2 separate regions of the Mus musculus genome follow, and region 2 is linked to region 1. Evidence: chromatin contacts called from public HiChIP or PLAC-seq data. All regions are on one chromosome and are shown on one strand. The core of a region is the stretch at or near the end of the contact, and the rest is flanking DNA. Distances in the headings are between cores, read along the strand shown.

Region 1 (6,806 bases), core at 4,021-6,520:
GCACACGTGGGGGACGGTGGACAACATTGATGGAGTTACTTCCTGCCTTCCATCTCCACAAGGGTCCCAGGAATCAAACCCGGGTCATCACGATTGCATAAGGAGTTCCCTTACCCAGAGGGCCACCTCTCTGAGCCACTAATCTTACTTGTAATGGACTTTTTGACTCACAGGTTTAGGTGTGTGTGTGTGTGTGTGCATGGATGCATGGGTACATGTGTGTGCTTGTATGTTTCCTAGAGGAAAACCTCAGGTGTCACACCTTGGGTGCTGTGATCTTATTCTTTGGAGACAGGAGTTCTCTCTTGGAGTTTGCCAAGCAGGGAAGGTCGAGTGGTCACGAGCCCTAGGGACCTACCTGTCTGTTTCTGCCTCCCCTGCGTTCTGAGTGCCGCCAGAAATGGCTTTGCTTTTGCTTTTTCTTGTCTTTTTTCCCTTTCCTTCCCTTCCCTTCCCTTCCCTCCCCTCCCCTCCCCTCCCCTCCCCTCCCCTTTCCTCCCCTTTCCTTTCTTTTCCTTTCCTTCTCTTCTCTTTTCTTCTCAACATATGTTCTGGAGATGGAACTCTGGTTTCTGTGTTTTTCTGAAAAGCATTTTACTGATCCAGCATTTCTCCCAGCCATAATTTCAGTTTCTCCACCCAGAACTTCAGCTCGACTTTAAGCCTATAGTATCCTAAGTCACTGCCAACAGTCCAGTAGCTGACGAAGGAGCTTGTGACCAGTTAATTCAGTAGCAGATCACAGAGATTTAGACACATCTGCTTGCTCTTGTTGCTTTACATCGGAAGGATCTTGAACCAGACTTCATTTGATGGTGTTCCTGTAAGAAAAAAAAAAGTATTTTCAAAGCAACCATCACCTATATTGTTAGTGTTCGTAAGGCTCGATCAGCCCCCTTTCTATAATTATATTCTGGTAAGTGCTTATTTTTGTTGTTGGTAAAGTATTACACAGAGAGAATTACGCAGCTGGGCCAGAGTAAATATTTGCACGTGCTGAGGTGGAAGAGGCTCTGCCAGACCAGTATGGCCATGGAAGAACTCTACCCTCTTTATAAGGTAAGGGGCCAGGGAGCAGACCCGGTGGGAGAGCATGTATCTGTGCATCGCATATGTAATGATGTATATGTATATATGATATATGGATGTAATTTTAAAAAGACTTTTATTTTCATTTTAAATTAATGTGTTTATGTGTGTGCACACATTAGTCCACATGGATGCAATGCTCATGGATGCCAGAAGAGGGCAGCAGATCCCCTTTAAAACTGGAGTTACAGCCAGGTTGCTAGGAGCTGCCTGTGTGAGTGCAGCTGGCATGTTTAACCACGGAACCATCTCTAGTTGCTTTATATATGTATTTTCTAAATAAAGCAACACGGCCAGTAAGCTTGTCGTTGTTGTAAAGGACAATGTGGCCGTGATGTCGGTCATCCCATTGGTTGCTCAGGGTGGCCCTGATGTCCTCCTTACAGCTCTCTGTGCGTACCCTGAAGCTACTTGCTGGGTTGAAGGCCTCTTTAGAGGACAAGCAGTGTTTGGTTAAGGACGTACACTTAACTCCAAACATGCTTGCAAGGCCCATTTGTAGGAGAACGTGGTAGTCAAGCCCGAGCGAGGCCCCACACATGGCAGGCTGCCTTTCTTTTTAAAAGAAACTGACAACTAAAGATAGGAAAGGAACCGATGGACATGCCTTCTCCTGTGCTCTGCCATAAAGTAGCAGAAGACAAAGATTGCTACTTTTGTTATTGTTGTTGTTGAGACAGGGGCTCAGTATATAACCCAGGCTGTCCAGGAACTCACTGTGTAGCCCAGGCTGGCCCAAACTCACATAGATCCATTTGCCTTTGACTCTCTTTTTGTTTTTTTGGTTTTTTGGTTTTTTTTGGTTTTTCGAGACAGGGTTTCTCTGTATAGCCCTGGCTGTCCTGGAACTCACTCTGTAGACCAGGCTGACCTCGAATTCAGAAATTCTCCTGCCTCTGCCTCCCGAGTGCTGGGATTAAAGGCGTGTGCCACCACACCTGGCTTGCCTTTGATTCTTAAGTGCTTGGATTAAGGTGTGTGTCACAGTGCCAAAAAAAAAAAAAAAAAAAAAAAAAAAAAAAAAAAAAAAGATTCCTACTTTGAAAATGAGCCCTGACATAATTTTTACCTAGGACCTAGGACATGTGCATTTTTTTTTCTTGTAGACTTGGCCAAAATAGGAAGGTCGGAGGTAGACTCCTGATACCAAACACCCTCCTGCACTGTTAAATTGCTGTCCCTCAGAGTTGGGAGAGTAAGACACTGCCTCTCTCAACTGAATCCAAACTGTAGAAGAACTTGGGGGGGTGGGACTCAAAAAGTCCCTTATTTGCCGCCCAGACAGCATTGCAGAGAACAATGCTTGCCAACAGCCCACGGTGTGTCTGTATCTCTCTTAAACAGAAACAAGTTGACTACATCATGCAGGAGTTCAACGACTCAGTTCAGAGAGCAGAAAGGCTGTCGGTTGCTAGAGAAAACTTACTTATGGGAAAAAACAACCGTCCCGACCTGGTGACTCAGGAGGACCTGGCGATTTATACCAGGTGGTTAGTGTGTCACCTGCATGCTCTCAGGACCATCCATCACTTCCTGCAGGTAGTAGGACCCTTAGTGTGCCGGTACACATGCCCTGGGGAAGGGGAAGGGGAAGCACGGTGCCCTGACATGAGGAAACATTCCCCAGCCAGCACTCTGTCCATTTGGCTCTCTCAGGAAAACCTCTCCCGTTCTGCTTGGTATTCATTCAGTTCTTGCTCCCTTTGGTGTCTTAGGATTCAGGGACTTCCATTCCGGCACACGGCTTTTCCTTGGCAGAATGTAATGAGGAAATCATGTCAGGATGCTTGTCCTGGGCCATGCAGCAAAGCCTTGGCCTTTGCTAAAAAGTAACAGGGTCCCCTGCTGGTTGGAAGGGGTGGAGGCGCACGGGGGGGGGGGGGGGCGTGAGTAAATTTCTATTACAATGTGATGGGGTTAGAAAGCGGAGCTGGGCTGGACATGGTGGTGTTATCTAATCCCAGTGGCTAAGTCTGGAGGGTCTTGATTCTGAGGCCAAGCTGGTCTCTGTGGTGAGTTAAAGATTAGCTTTATACACAGTGATAACCTGTCTCAGAACATAATGACGAGTAATAAAGTAAATAGTTAAGGTGGCTTTAGTAGCGCAGGTGTAGAATATGCACCATAGCTTGAGCAGGGCCAGGAAGGAGTTCTGTCCCCAGCATTGCCAAAGCAGCCAGGGGGTCAGGGGACAGTATGGAGTGAGAATTATGAGGGTGATGCCCTAAGTCAGGTTAGAGGATCCCCAAAGAAACCCGGTGGTCACCCGGATCCATTCCCTCTGCAGAGCCAGCGAGCGCTGTGGTCTGTACTTCTTTCTCTCCTCTGTCACATGATCGTACAACCATGCACTCCTAAACCTGGGTCTTGGGGCTGGAGAGATGGCTCAGCTGTTAAGAGCGCTGACTGTTCTGAAGGTCCCGAGTTCAAATCCCAGCAACCACATGGTGGCTCACAACCATCTGTAATGAGATCTGACTCCCTCTTCTGGAGTGTCTGAAGACAGCTACAGAGTACTCACATAAATAAATAGCTCTTTAAAAATAAATAAATAAATAAATAAATAAACCTGGGTCTTTCTCCTCACACCCTGAGCACCTGTGCTTTCCCACTCAAGTCCATGACCACTGTGGGGAAGAGGAAGTGTTTCCTGGTTGGTGGCAGCTGGGTCTCCCAGCTCCAGCCTCTCTCATGGGGAAGGTTTCTGAAGTTTCAGCCCTGTCTCCCTCCTTCTCTGTCGCAACCTAGGCTGACCTGTGCCCGCTCGGGTCTGTCTCTCTAGGCACTCCAGTATCTGCCCATCTCCAGGGTGCTGAGCCTAGCTGCTAAGCAAGTCTCTGGATCTAGTGAGGAAGATGGCAAAGCCTGTGTCACTGACCTTCACGCTGCATCCCCTGGTCCTCTGGGTCCCCATGTTTCAGGTAAGAGCCTGGCCTTTACTAGCGTAGAGCAGGGGGCCGTGATTACTGTGACATAGTGTTTCTATTTCTGCAACAAACCATGATGACCACAAAGCAAGCTGGGGAGGACAGGGTTTATGCTTCCACATTGCTCAGTGTTGGAGGCAGGACAGGAACTCGGGAAGGCAGGATCCTAGAAGCAGGAGCTGATGCAGAGGCCGCGGAGGGGCACTGATTACTGGCTTGCTGCCCATGGCTTGCTCAGTCTGCTTTCTTTTTATTTATTTATTTATTTTGGAATACCCAAATCAAGGCATTTTTTAAAAAAGATTTTATTCATTATATGTAAGTATACTGTGGCTGTCTTCAGACACACCAAAGGAGGGCATCAGATCTGATTATGGATGACTATGAGCCATCATGTGGTTGCTGGGATTTGAACTCAGGACCGTCGGAAGAGCAGTCAGTGCCCTTAACTGCTGAGCCATCTCTCCAGCCCCTCAGTCTGCTTTCTTACAGCACCTAGGACCACCTGCTCAGGGATTGCACCATCCACGATGGGCCAGGCCCTCCTCATTAATCACTAATAGCTGGATCTTATGGAGGCACTTTCTCAATTGAGGTTCCCTCATTTCAGATAGCTTTAGCTTGTGTGGAATTGACATAAGACTAACTGGAAAGGCCTGTTTGGACCACTGTCTTCCTATATGCCAAAGTCACATCTTTGTAATAAGTTGTAATTTGATAGTAATATTTTTTGATGAAAGACAGTAGCCATGACTGTAGACATTTTGTCTCCATCTTTACAACTAGTAGGTTAAGAGGCAAGTGGACTGGCTTCCAGGCCTGTTTCTGTCACCCTGGTCCTGCATATCACCTCCTTACGCCTCAGTTTACCCATTGCCATACCAATCCTTCCCGGTGAAATGATTTCTGAGACTTGGTTCAGGTTTTCTGTTACACAGCTGCCAGAGAATTTAGTCGTCAGGATCAATTTCGGTCTCTCTGCTCTTCTTTTGTGTTCCGGAGAACTGAGAAGTCGGGTCAGGTTTCTGCCGAGTGCCCTTGAGTGACATTCCCGTTGTATACAGAATATCCCAGGAGCTCTAGCGGGTTTCTCCTGAGGGCTGTGAGATCATTGAGAGTACTTGCACCTCCCCAGGAAAGCTTATGGGGGCTGGGTGGCAAAAAAGGTGCAGGCTTGCCTGGCACAGGGTCAGGGGAGAACAAAACGGCTCCCCACCAGCAGAGGGCCTGCTTCCAACTCTCTCCAAGGCCATCTGCTGTCTCTGCCGCCTCCCACTCACTGGTCGCGCTCTTGATTTTGGATATTTTTCAGGGTCAGGGAGAACAGATGCTGCGTTTGTCTTGCCTCAGCACGTGACAGACAGGGATGATCTAAAACCTCAGCTGAGGCGCCTCCTCTCACATTTCCACATCCCAGACGATGTGCAAAAGCTGAGCGACTCAGCCAAAGAGATGGGACTCTTTTCCTCGGTACACAATGCATTCTTACTATAAATACAGGAGGTTGGAAGAAAGGCTTAGTATTTGCTACAAAGTTTCTCGTTTGTTTGTTTGAGACCAGATCTCATATAGCATGGGCTGGCTTCAAAGTAGCTGTGTAGTGGAGGGTGACCTTGAACTCCTGATACTCCTGTCCCCCCCCCCCCCTTGAGTTTCTTGATTAGGTGTGTGTAGCCACACATGACACAAAGCTGTTTCTTTTTTCTGCCAATGCTTTTTTCTAGAGTAATAATATACAATGTAATAAGCCATCTTCCTGTTGGGAAGAGCCTCCTTTCTGTAAGAAGAACAAGACCTGATGATAGCTAAGCCTAAGGGATTTTACCTTTTGGGTTTTTCCCCCTGTAGGTTTTAGAGACACAGTAGGAGGATATGGGCTGAAGAAGATATACATGTGCCCAGGGTTAGACAGACATCCTGGGAGAGTTGTCAAGCATCTACAGCCCAGAGTCTGAGATGGGACTGCAGTATGTTTTGTTTGTGTTTTGGTTGCAATATTCTTTTTTTCCTTTCAATTATTTATTTATTATATGTAAGTACACTACTGTAGCTGACTTCAGACACTCCAGAAGAGGGCATCAGATTTCGTTACGGATGGTTGTGAGCCACCATATGGTTGCTGGGATTTGAACTCAGGACCTTTAGAAGAGCAGTTGGCGCTCTTAACCGCTGAGCCATATCACCAGCCCTGGTTGCAATATTCTTGACATACTGGATAAGGTTCTACCCACTGGGACTCACTGTGTCCTGAATGATGCGGCTGGATGCAGGCCTGGCCTCTTCCACTGTAAATCCTGCTGCCTTCCAACAGGAAACCTCATAGTAGCAGAAGCCAGATTAAAATTACTTTCAGAGGGAAAGATGAGGCAGTGGATACAGAACTTCAGAGTTATAACTTAAAACAACAACAACAACAAAACAACAACAACAACAACAACGGTTTCAGCAGTGAGCTATCTTGTTAGCCCTAGTTGTAAATTATTTGCAAGATAAAAATCAGCTGGGTGACCTGATCAGGCTCAAATCTAACCTGGGTGGACTTGAATGACCTCGGGATGGGAAGTTGCTACTTTGTCTCCCCATCCCCACCACCGGTGGCTCCCTGGCCCCGCCCCCTGCCAGTGCTGGGGGCGGAGCTCACTTAATAGCATACTGACCATGAAGATCCACTTGGATTTGTTTTTGTGCCAACATCATTTACAGGACTGTGTTTTTGGTCTGTAACCCTTAAGCCCACGCGATCTCATTCCTCTGGATTTTTGGAAAATCGTGTAGCTTTGCCTCCCCCCC
Region 2 (6,896 bases), core at 1,757-4,256, 150 kb before region 1:
ACTGTGTTGGAGGACATAGGGTAGATGCAAGGAGTATACAGAGCTCTGATATAAAGGGAGGGAGGGTGCCACATTTTATGGGGTAGGACTTGGGGTTGGAACACAGCATAGACAGACCATATACTGGCTAGAACTACCATATTACAGGGGCCAGTGAAAGGTATATAGCCATGGTCTTGTTCCTGTTCTTAGCTGGAATCTTCTTTTGTCAAAGACAACCAAAGCTTATGACTCAGGAATTATTACCCCAAACCACAAACCTGAAAATTTAACTACTGACCTAAAATACTGTATTAGCTCTCCATTACTGGTACGTGTGTGTTTTTCCCATTAACATTTTCTTTTTAACACAGGGCTATGATATGCAGCCCAGGCTGGCCTTAAACTTCCGAGTTCTGTGATTGTAGGCACAAGCCACTACACCTAGGAATTCCAGAATTTTTAAATGTTCATCATGGTACTCCTCAAACTGTAAACATGAATTAAAGTTAAAAATTGGTTTAGAAATTTTAAGAAATGTTAGTAGAAGTGCTGAGAGTCAGCATTTCCAGTGCCCTCCTAGTCAATACAAAGACTGCTTGTATCTGAAGAAAAGAGGCTTATAAAAGAACCTTCCTTAAAAGATGAGGTCAGCCACCTGCTTAAGAAGGGGCCTTCTCTCCTGGCTTGCTCACCCCATTTAAAGACAGGCAGCTCCAGCTGGTCCTGGCAGATAGGTAGGAAGCTAGGTACAAACTGTCAAGTAGTAATAATAATAGCTAACATGTATCCATTCATTCACACACCTGCTTATATGCACTAGTGTCAGACAAGAGACTAAGCAATGAACAGACAGGTCTTAATCTTCATGGAGCATACACTATTAATCCCAAGTAATTAAAAAACATAACAATCTCAAGCAGCATGGAATTAGGAAGGGAAGAACACAACTGCAGTCCTGGCCAAGATAGAGAGAGACTGAGGTTCAGAGAACTGAGTACCAGTCTTGGCTTTATAGTTCATGCCTGCTTGCTTCTTCTCCTCTTTAAAAACTGTTACAAAGTAAAAGGAGGCACAGGGCTAATGCCTTACAAAGATCAATATGCTATTATCTTTATGTTACTGACTGTAAAACAGAAGCTTGGGGTTGGGAGAAGAGAATAGGTTGGCAGAGAGGCACAAAATTATAGAATTCCCAAAAATAATGTTTGAGAAAAAATATATATTTAAGTTGATTTAAAGACAATATAATGCATATATGAAACACAATGTAATGTTTATATATGTGGATGCATATATAATGTTTCTGTGTGTTAAAAAAAATAAAGTTGGATTGCCAGGTGGTGGTAGTATACACCTTTAATCCCAGCACTTGGGAGGCAGGGACAAGTAGATCTCTGTGAGTTCAAGGCCAGCTTGGTCTACAGAATAAGTTCCATAACAGCCAGGGCTACACAGAGAAAACCACCAGTCTTGAAAAAACAAACAAACACAAGCCCAGAAAGCAAATACAACCAATCTAAACAAAACAAAACATTAAAACCTTTTTAACTTAAAAAATAATTCCCCAAACAAGACAAACATCAACAAACTAAAACTTAGAGCACTAACTAGCTTGCCCCGTAGAGCGTTAGCAAGAGCCAGTGTGTGTGCACAGCAGTCTGGCAGGGGCAGCTCTGGACCGTGGCGTATTTGTCTGTCTCACATTACCAAGGCTGCAGCTGTGCTGTGCTCAGCTCTGTCCCACATTCTGGAATCAAATCTGAAACTTTCTGCCTGTGACCTGCATGCCTGGGAGACCTGCTGCTTAGCTAAGAAAAGTTCAGCCCCATGCAATGAGCATCCTCGTCAAGAGCAGCAAGCTGGTGCTTTCTCACGAAAGTGTACTTTTGCTGGCTTAAGGCTCTCACATTTCAATTGTAAAAAGTCTTCTCTAACAGTTTCAGGAAGTAAGTGTCCTGTGCATGTGGCAGCTCAGGTGGTCTGCTGCTGTTCTGAGGCAAGGTCTCAGGTAGCCCAAGCTGGCCTTGAATTCACCTAATGGCCCAGGATGCTCTTCAACTTCTGACCTTCCTTCCTGTACCCACCCCCAAGTGTTAGGATGTTGGGCATGTACCACCACACCCAACTTCTCAATTTTTTTATGGAGGGTACTCTTTGAAAAATTGATACACTTGGGTTTTCCCCCAAAAGTACATGCAAGAATACACTGTTTTCTCTGTAACTGATGGGTCACACAACATCCTAAAAAGCCAAAATCTTCAATTTGAACCATTAAGCTGTAGCCTCTCCCAGAACAAGTCTTGGCTTTGCTTCCTGGAAAACAAGAACAAGTCTCCTTTGGTAATCAGTTTGGGGCAGTTAAGACTGCCCACTACTCTCTGCAGAGAATGTGAGGTCCATTCTCAGATCCCATGTCAGCACACTCACAACCACTATACGCATGTGCACACAGACAGACAGACAGACAGATGTGCATGTGCACACACATATATATACATAGAGCGAGAGACAGGGATGGGGGAGAGAATGTTTGCTTTACTGGTTTCATGTTCTCATCTTCCCAGAAACTACTCTCCAAGGAGCACATATGCGTTGAGCCCAACTGTGTACCTGCCCAGCTGGATGGTCTAGTCAGATCATCTACCTCTCCAGCTCACGCTCCTTGTGTTGAGTGACTGGATAAAAGCAGCGAGTGCATGCCACAGGCCCAAGAACAGCATCTGGGGGGGGGGGCGAGTTAACTAGACTATGGGCTCTGAGGTCAGCAGTCTTCTCCACCTCTCTTCCACACAGATACCTGTGCAGGTACCTGGAACAGTCTGAGACAGTAAGTGAAAGAGGAGATCAATACTATCACCAGTTAAGCTTGGATATTTAAACTTGGAATTATCTCCTTTCTCCTTTCAGACTCCCTCTAAAAGAAGACAACTGAAAACACAAATGTTCTTAAGTTGTACACACATCTTCTCTTGAGGCCTACAGCATCAAAATTGATGACAAACTAGACTTGAGTTGAGTCAGAGTGCCACCTAGTGCTCACAGCAGCTAACTGCTGAGAACTCAGGAAATGTCCTTGGTGAACAAGGAGGCAGGCGGGCACAAAAATGTAAAGTGAGTGGAAAACTGTCATTAATGGCCAGAGTCTTCAAAAGAAAGGTAACTATAAGGAAAATCAGACATCTGCAGCTTTAGACGCTAGTACATGCGCGCATACATATGTACCATACTAGAGAAAACTTACTTCCGAGTACCCTAAAGTTCTACTTCCTGCAGAATCATTCTGTGAATAGAATCTGGTGCACAGCATTCCCCTTGTATCCTTGGCTTCTCTTTCTATGGCTTTATAATCGCTAGTCATGGTCAGCCATATCCAGAATCAACAATGCGTAAATTTTAAATCACGTGCTATTCTGAGAAGTGATCTCATACCATGCTGCCAGGCCTGTGATTTACTCTTTTCCAGAGTGTGCATGCCACATGCCACATACACTACCCACTCAGTATCTTTTTAGTGGCCACCTCAGTTTTCATAACAGCTGCTGGCTCCAATGTAAGGCTCGCAGTGAAGTAGTGCATACCCAGGAGCCCATAATGTCAAAACACCCAACTTGTTCAGCTCAGGCACCTTATCACTAGTATTGTTAGCATCTTCTGAATACTCACTGGTAGTACCATCTGAAATCTCAAAAAGGGAGAGTTCTAGAAGACATTAGAAGAGAGGAAAAACACATCCATATAGCTTTAATTACAACAAGTAGTTGTTCTGTTATTGTTGTAAACTTAGGTTTACATTGTAGGTACATGCTGAGGCAGGAAGATCAAAAGTTCAAGGTCAGCCTGGGCAACTTTGCAAGACTTTGCTTCAGATTCAAATTTAAAAATTGGGAGGTGGGAATGGTGGTACTTGTAATCCCAGCATGTGGGAAGTGAAAGCAGGAGTATAAGGAGTTCAAGGTCATCGTCAGCTATGTAGTGAGCTTAAGGCAAGCCCGGGCTACATGAGGCCTTGTCACAAACAAACAAATGGAGTGCAGCTTGGTGGAACAGTCCTTGCTCAGAATTCCTTAAGTGGCTGCCTAGTACTGTACAAAGCTAGGTTTGATGGTTCATAGTTATAATTCCAGCACTTGGGAGGCTGATGCAGGAGGACTGTTGTAAGTTCAAGTTTAAGGTCAGCCTGGGCTACATAGTAACTTCTAGACCAGCCCATGTTTGTCTCAAAAATACCAATTAAAATTTATAAACAGCAAATAAATTTGAAAATGGTTTAATTTTTGAACCATTGGGATGACTATACTAAAAATGACATGAGAAAATGTTTCTTATTAAAATTAGTATTCTCTATAATTGAAGGAAGGCCCTTACTTCAACATATTATATGTAGTGGGATAAAATTTTTCAAATTTCTATCAATTATATAATAATTTCTGGTGGTTCTGAAACAACTAAAGATGATAAAGATTAGGGCTTATAGCATAAAGAAATTATTTTACCTCCACCTTTCAGACATGACTAAGTTGATAGTAATACACAGCAGTGTTTTAGTTAGGGTTTCATCGTTGGGAAGAGACACCATTACCAAGGTAACTCTCATAAAGAAATATTGAATTGGGACTGGCTTACAGTTTTAGCGGTTCAGTGCATTACCATCATGGTGGGGGCAGGGCAGTGTGCAGACAGGCATGGTTCTGGAGGAGGAGCCGAGAAGGCTACATCTTGATCCGACGGCAGCCAGGAGAGGACTCTGGCTCACTCTGATCAGACTTAAGCATGTATGTGGGACCTCAAAGCCCCACCTCCACAGTAACACATTTCCTCTACCAAGGCCCTCTCCCAGTAAGGCCACATCTCCTAATAGTGCTACTTCCCAAAGGCCAAGCATATTCAGACCACCACAACCAGCTTCAATTTGAGAAGTCTATTGACTACAGAAATCTGATTGGTAAAATATTCAACCCCATTCTTTTTTTTTTTTTTTAACTTGAGGATGCTTATAAAAGTCTGAGAGTTTTTCATTCATTTTCACTACAGGTGAGACTTGATGTGTATCTCATTATATAGCCACCAAATGGTGACAGAAAGACATCTGCCATTTCCTGCCCTTTGGCCAAGAGCAGACTGGGAAGTTTCCCTGAACTACACAGGCATGAAGGAGAGCAATGTGTGTAGGGAGGCAATGAGGAAGAGGAAGATGATACCAGAGGCAGGTAGACCTCTCCTCCTGAGTCTTGGTGGACCCTAGCAAAGGAGGAGATAGGGCCTGAGTTCAGCATCCACTGGTGAAGATGGCAGAAAATTCTTTATCTGGAGATTGCTTACAAGTGTGGGAGGAGTCAGATCAGTACCATACTAACCCTTTGATATTACGCTCTTCATTAACTCCTCTCCACACACGTACGGTCAACTGTAGCTTTCTCCACAGCATGGAGGGAGAGCCCTTCCTCCCATGCCCTAGTCCCAGGAGAGGTTGTTACAGTAGGCTACTTTCAGACTGCCTCCCACTGATCCTGCCTTACGGTATTCTTCCCATGCCATTTGCCCTTCAGTAATCTGCTGACCTTGAGCAAGGGCTGGACCTCAGCAACAGCTTTGAGTGAAAAGATTATGACTAAAGTGAAGCTTTGTCTCCTTCCAGATTATGTTGTGAAAAACTGTAACTTGTATTTTGCTGATAGTCTCTAGCTCTTCTCACGTATTTCCTGATGAAACAATCGGAGAGGCCCACATGGTAGTCCCTGGCCAATTCCATAATTGAGACCCTCTCTATATCAGTTCTCAAGGAACAAAATCCTAACAGCAATTATGTGCACATGGAAGCAGACCATACTCTCCTGAGCCTTCACACAAGATTATAGCTTTTGCTAATTTGAGATCTTAGCTGCAGTACCATAAAAGACCTTCAAGGAGAGGTCCAGCTAAGCCATGCCATAGAAATCTCAAGATAACAAATATGTGTGGTTTCCAACCACCAAAAGCATTCTGGATCAGTAGGTTAAATTGAGTTGTTAAAGCTCTTCAAACTCGCCAGAGGGACTGCAGCTAGTGAGTGAGGGTGTTGCGCTTGGCTATGACCGGGTCTCCAGTTACCACCCAAGCCTGGATGCTACTTCTGCATTTGGTACAAGTGACACTTCCTTTGTAAGATTAGGTCCTTATCAGGTCAGAGACAAAGTCACTGTCTCCTACCCAGGGGCTGCTGTACCTTCTTCAACATCCGCAGGTATAGGGCATCTGAGCAGGTCTCCTACCTCCATCTTTAGCATAATGCCCAAGTGCATGTGTGGTTTCCAACACAAACCTCTTGACAGAGTATTATTAACTTTATACTGTTTTCTATTTATTATTGGCCAGCTGGCATGGAAACACACCAGTAATTTAACAAGCATTGTTGCGCCAATGCACACAGGACAGACATCAGTCCTAGCTGAGGGTGGAAGATTAATTCTGATCTAGGCAGGATTCAAAGGCTTCCTTGGTTCAGCCCCCTTTCAAGCGGGCATCAACAGCACAAATGAATGGATTTAAATGCTAAAAAAAAAGGCATTTTAGGAACTAGAAGCTTACAAGTCCATTTGGCCACCTCCATCTTTGATTCTGGATGGGAAACTCTGCAATGGGAAGCTGGGGGCACACACCTGAAACGCTGGCACATGGGAAGCAGACTCGGATGGTCATGAAGTTGAGGACAGCCTGGCCTATACTGAAAGAGCCTGTTTCAGGACAGCACAAACCAAAGCTGCCAGGCCTGGAAGCACAGGACTAGAACTAACACGTGGCAGGCAGGTAGAGACATGGAAGGTCAGAAGTTTAAGACTGCCCTGCTCTCAGCACACAACCAATTCCAAGGCCAGACTGAGCTATGGGAGGCCCTGCCTTAAAAATCAAAGCAAGACAGCTTTCACAGGAGTCCTAGT

What was found. HiChIP or PLAC-seq counts read pairs in DNA pulled down with a chosen protein or histone mark.
Region 2: an H3K27ac HiChIP or PLAC-seq map of embryonic stem cells shows a contact between it and region 1, with 10 read pairs. The contact joins two enhancer-like sites. A contact is called at or near these places in 8 of 484 Hi-C or Micro-C datasets (the G1E-ER4 cell line, the HPC-7 cell line, embryonic fibroblasts and 1 more) and 3 of 115 datasets of contacts at active chromatin or transcription factors (all in embryonic stem cells).

Annotation. Positions count from the first base shown.
Region 1 is chr10:41,677,420-41,684,225 of GRCm38.p6, reverse strand. Ccdc162 (coiled-coil domain containing 162) reads left to right here. Exons shown (of 48, transcript NM_001358562.1): 5 at 946-1,059; 6 at 2,434-2,628; 7 at 3,872-4,010; 8 at 5,329-5,486. Among named protein-coding and RNA genes, the nearest start is that of Mir3473b, 10 kb to the right of the region's middle. Within about 2 kb of position 5,270, at least 78 of the 459 cell types and tissues checked have an H3K27ac peak or open chromatin away from gene starts, as enhancers often do. A contact at or near this core is called in embryonic stem cells, where this site is marked.
Region 2 is chr10:41,827,186-41,834,081 of GRCm38.p6, reverse strand. All of the region lies in intron 1 of Sesn1 (sestrin 1), which reads right to left. Among named protein-coding and RNA genes, the nearest start is that of Sesn1, 20 kb to the right of the region's middle. Within about 2 kb of position 3,006, at least 40 of the 459 cell types and tissues checked have an H3K27ac peak or open chromatin away from gene starts, as enhancers often do. A contact at or near this core is called in embryonic stem cells, where this site is marked.